Regions from separate parts of the Mus musculus genome. Here region 1 is linked to region 2. The links are chromatin contacts, called in public Micro-C maps. All regions are on one chromosome and are shown on one strand. Each heading gives the region's core, a stretch centred on a gene start, on an enhancer-like site or on the middle of the called end of the contact. The rest is flanking DNA. Distances are from core to core; before and after follow the strand shown.

Region 1 (2,700 bases), core at 185-2,684, 560 kb before region 2:
GTTGCTCATTGGCTGACTCCAACTGTCAATCTCCAGATCTCATCCCTCATAGGCGAATCAATGGAGGTGACTTTAATTCCATCTGATTTACATTGTCAGATAGACAATACCTTGATGAGAGTTCTCGAGGGGAAAAACAAAACAAAACAAAAAGGAAAAATACCTTACTCTATAAAGCAATGATACTAAGCCAGACCTATCCAGGAAATAGCAGCCTGCAAAATATATTGATCTACTGTGCGGATAAAACGGAGCTGCACTCGGATTCATTTCTTTAGTTGTTAATAAATCCGCATCTGCCAAATATTTTCAATTTGTAACTCATTCCAATAGATTACCCAAATTAAAAAAAATCAGAAAGATTCTATATTTTCCCCTATTGGCCCCTATCACTTGCTTTCTCCCTTTTTAAAAGATACTTCTGTTTGTATCTTGATGATCCTTCTATAGATCTTCAGAAAACTCTTAATGAGCTGTAATTATGTTCTCAATTAGTCCATCAATAAGGACAAAAAAATAGATTGGCAAGCTACCTTTCTACTAAAAGCTGATAATTACCAACAAAGTGGGGCATTAATTAAAATTATGTCTAGAGCTCTCCTCATATTCAATTCATTAGTTTTAAAACTATGCATGTAGTTGACCTTACTCATCTACTGCTGTACACCTGGCACCTAGGATCATCAGGTCTTAGTAAGTACTGGCAGAATGGATAGATACCTTGATGATAAGTCAACCTACTTAAGACGCTGTTTTACGCCTCATCACTCTATAGGTAAGTGCCCTTTCCTATAAGAAACGCATGTGTGAGCCAGGCAGTGGTGGTGCACGCCTTTAATCCCAGCACTTGGGAGGTGGAGGCAGTCGGATTTCTGAGTTTGAGGCCAGCCTGGTCTACAGAGTGATATCCAGGACAGCCAGGGCTACACAAAGAAACCCTTTGGAGAAAAAAATATGCAAATAGATAAATAATAAAACAACCACTAAAAAAGATAGCTAAGGATGATGCTGTTTGGAACATACACACACATACACACACATACACACGCACACAGAGAGAGAGAGAGAATGAGAGAGGGGGAACAACTCATGAAGCAACATTGTTGAAGATCAGAGCTTTGAAGAGCAGATATGAGTTTGGGAGGTGAGAACAGTTAGGACAGGACAAGCCTACCACTCAATTCCTTGATCTGTGTTCAAACTCAACTTCCAGCCAGTAAATCTGGATATGTGATCTAGGTGATGCTCACTACTCTGGGTAAAGGGAAGATGACAATAGCTTCTGTCACACAGGAGAGCTGTGGGATTCACAATAGCCATAGGGAGACCCCCGTGGTAGTGAGTGATCCAGTTCTTACGCAGCTACACAGAGCTTCAGAGTGATCCGTTATTCAGATGGTGGCAGCAGCGGCGGCAGCAGCGGCAGCATATCTCAGAAGGAAATGAGCACCAGATGTTCTGTGCACACGTGACCTTAGACTCTGCAAACAGCTACAGCCACCTATGGAGAAGCTCACTATGTCCTGTGTGGGCGACTCTGATCCTCAGAGGTTACTTCTGTCTTGGGATAGATCTCAAACCATGGGGAGTGGTTGTAGGACTAAGATTTGTCAGTGAGCAGCGCTTGACAGGAGCATAAAACACTGCTAGAGTGTGGGGTGTATGTGTCAGGGGGAGCTGAGCAAGGAGTAATCTTAGATTTAAAAACTTGTGCTGTCTTTCCCCCAAATCCCTCTAATAAATACAACTTCCCTTCATGCTTTAAGGAAACATCTTTCATAGAAGGTGAAGGATTTATTGGTATAACTGCCTCATCTGAGATTCCAGGAAACATGAACACAGTGTGGTTGCTTTTTCACTTTAAACTTCTGGGAAAGCCAATCAAAACCACAGCATAGTATCCCTTGTGCCTCTCTTGGAACGTGGCAGGGACTCTGGTCTCCACTAGTACATTCTGTCTGACCTGACCAGGAAATCTCTACACCAGGTTGGTCTTTCCTAGCTAACACAAAGACCTAGATACATTTTGTTTGTTTCAATGGCTTCCCAAGGGAGATGGGGCAACAAAAACTCCCTTCAGCAGGTGTGGCACAGTTTGTGCAATCCTGTATTGACAACAACAATAGCTACCAACATCATATTTCCGTTGCTTTTATTTCAGTGATTTTAAAAGTGAAAAGTCAACATGTTATTATTTATAGATACATATCAGAGGGATTGCTATCTCCCTAACAGTGCAAATATTTCAGTGACTTTGAAAATGAAACGCATTCTAACTCCTAGGTCTATTCAGACTCAGTGTATCTACCTCTTGAGACTCAGCCCTCCTTGCATTGTGGTTTTCTTGCAATAAATCTCCCTTTTCTTATTAAAATCTAAGGTGTATTTATTATTAGAGATGCCTCTATCAGTTCCTTGTCACTAAAGAGGACCTTTCCTTTTCAGCTGTATTACTCTGTGGTGGACAAGAGAGGGCACTCTTGTATTTCATGTGAAATCGAGAACATGATTTTTTTTTCCCCAACTGTTTAAGGATTGACTAGAGAGAAGTGAGGTTTTTAAATGGGCTGGAAAAAAAAATGTAAAACATAAAACATCGACACAAATGTATCGCTTTTACAAATAAGTCAAACATAAGAGAATTTTTGGAAGATTACCCTATAAATCGCTTTAAAGAGATTTTGACAAACAAATGCAAAT
Region 2 (2,700 bases), core at 10-2,509:
TGGAAAATATAATATTCTTCCACTTCGCTGTCTAATCTGAGCTTCCACTGCTAGAAAGAAAAAAATAATAATTAATAAAAAAAAAGTAAACACCAGGCTCAGAGGAAGTGAACATGACAACAAGACATCACACATTTAAAAAAAAAAATTCACACTCAAAAATCTACAATAAAAATGCAGTCAGAGTCTGCAGCTGCCAGGAGGCAGGGCCTTCCTTCAGCACAGGGTCCTTATGGAGCAAGGTCCCATCGGCTCTGTCTTGCTCATAGACTTTTATTGCCTTGTTCTTTTGAAGGTGTGCATCTGTCCTCAAAGTGCTCACATCCAGCCCCTGCCGCCATCCCTCAGCCAACACAAGAATGCATGGGAGATGGGGCTTCCCAAGACCCTTTCAGTCCTCTTGAACTACGCCTTTACAAAGAAAAAAAGAGACCCGGGCATGGTGGCGCACGCCTTTAATCCCAGCACTCAGGAGGCAGGGGCAGGCAGATTTCAGAGTTCGAGGCCAGCCTGGTCTACAGAGTTCCAGGACGGCCAGGGCTACACAGAGAAACCCTGTCTCGAAAAACCAAAAAGAAAGAAAGAAAGAAAGAAAGAAAGAAAGAAAGAAAGGAAGGAAGGAAGGAAGGAAGGAAGGAAGGAAGGAAGGAAGGAAGGAAGGAAGAAAGAGAAGAAAAAAAGAAAATAGGGGTTGTGTTACCTATCCCAAGATGTCTGTCCCACCGGGATGCTCACCGAATTGGCCACCCGACCCCACTGGCAGAGGAAAAGCAACTATTGTGCATGTCACGCAGCTCACAGTCTCCACTGTGATTGCTGCAGCCCTGTGGGCTCAGGCATAGCCCTGTTTCCACTTTGTGTGACAAGAACACTCGGAGAGATGCCACCAACTCACTAAGGTCACTCAACTAGCTAAGGACAAAACCCAAGTTTAACTCCAAGTATGAAGCCCCCAAAAGTTTCACTTACATATTTCAGACAGTCCATAGGTAGTTCTGCCAGGCCCTGTGTCCTGTCCTTTCGCTTTTACTAAAGGGTAAGGGGCAAAAGCAACATTGGGAAGAAGAGATGTGTGGCGGAAGGAGTCTCTGCCTCCAATGAAACCCAGGATTGATACATCCTTAAGAGTGATATATCCTAACAGTTTCCTAACCATTCCTTTTAAAGACTAACTCGACTTCAGGGCTCTAACTAGAGTATGAAGACAGGCGTCTCCCTGAAAATCTACTACGGGAAGCATCTGAGTCATATTATAGCCGAGCATGTGCCGGGCTATTTTTAGAAGAGACAGTATATAGGACATAGCTTTCTGATTATGTCACAGCCTTGCAGGTGGGCCCTCTCCTCACATTCTGTTTAAAAATAGATGCATACCTTAGTGCTACAGAGACAAATATACTCAGTTTCTGCCCTTGAAGGGTTCTAAGACTAGTTACGGGGTCACACACAAAAAAAGTAGAAATCAAATATGTGAATGAAAAAAGTCAGAACTGGAGCTGGGCCATGCAGGAAGCACCTCGCTTGCAGCCAACTTAACTTTGCAAAAATCTAACCTACAACCAGGCAGCAAACTGGCATGGTCTCTGTGCCAGGGAGCCTCAATCCTTATGAAGAAACTCAAGCTGGTCTAATACAAGCATCGACATCGAGGTGCTCCGAGCCATGTGCTCTGAACCACGGCGAAATTCTGCTTGTGAAAGCTTGGCTTGAACAAGAGCTGGGATGCATGGATTCAAGCAAATGCACACCTACAAGGTTACCCTTGAGCAGCAGGTGGCAGTGGGGACAGAGGAGGTGTCAACTAAGCCAGGAAGAAAGTGGAAAACATCCTAAGCATGGGCAGTCATATATGCCAAGGATGGGAGAAAGCAGGACTGTAAAGTGCTTCAAGAGCATTTTAAGTCAACACTTCAGGGAAGGCGGGGGCTTGGGGGGATGAGAAGAGATGCTGCAGTCGATGCAGATGCTGCAAAGCTGGTGATGGAGATGAAGATGGCCGATGGCAGAACTGTAACCCATCCGCAAGCTCTCCCCGCTTCTCCCCTACCTACTGGGTACCACACCATTAGGCAACTAGATATGTGTGGTAACCACAAAGGCATAGAATTGTGACAAAAAAAAATATCTAGACAAACAACGCCAATTCACAGCTTAAGAGTCGGCACTGTGCACTGTGGTCACACTTCAGCATCTATGTTCATTTGAAAGCTAAGCCGTACCCTTTTTCCACAGGCGAGATAAAGTGTGTGTGTCAGCTATGGAGATAAGGCTTGGCCTGCAGTTTGGAAAGCTACCAGTTTATGAGTGGTAAACTTTGCAGCTCTGTAATTCTGACTATTTTGTAATTTGCAGTCAGAATGGGTTTGATATTTCTCTTTGATGGAGGCAATGCAGGGGTAGCCTCTCTTGCCCAGATACTACACACATGCGCGCACACACACACACACACACACACATATGTGCACACACACATACACAGATGCACATGACAGGCACACGATAAGCACATGCACACGTATGCACACATGCACACACATATATGCACACACACATGCACACATATGCACACATGCACACACATGCGCACACTCACATACACACACACACACCCTTCTCTGGGCATGTAAAGCCAGTGTGGAGCTCTGCCTGCATTGCCTGTGGTGCAGTGAGATTCTAAACATGTGTCCCCTGCAGCTGATT

Evidence for each region. A called contact is a pair of places that touch in the nucleus more often than the background predicts.
Region 1: a contact with region 2 is called in a Micro-C map of palatal mesenchyme, with 3 times the contacts expected there. The contact joins two enhancer-like sites. A contact is called at or near these places in 4 of 484 Hi-C or Micro-C datasets (embryonic fibroblasts, myocytes, nephron progenitors and 1 more).

Annotation. Positions count from the first base shown.
Region 1 is chr15:94,213,390-94,216,089 of GRCm38.p6, reverse strand. No RefSeq gene overlaps it. Among named protein-coding and RNA genes, the nearest start is that of D630010B17Rik, 32 kb to the left of the region's middle. Within about 2 kb of position 1,434, at least 45 of the 459 cell types and tissues checked have an H3K27ac peak or open chromatin away from gene starts, as enhancers often do. A contact at or near this core is called in palatal mesenchyme, where this site is marked.
Region 2 is chr15:93,655,495-93,658,194 of GRCm38.p6, reverse strand. No RefSeq gene overlaps it. Among named protein-coding and RNA genes, the nearest start is that of Gm41387, 3.3 kb to the left of the region's middle. Within about 2 kb of position 1,259, at least 36 of the 459 cell types and tissues checked have an H3K27ac peak or open chromatin away from gene starts, as enhancers often do. A contact at or near this core is called in palatal mesenchyme, where this site is marked.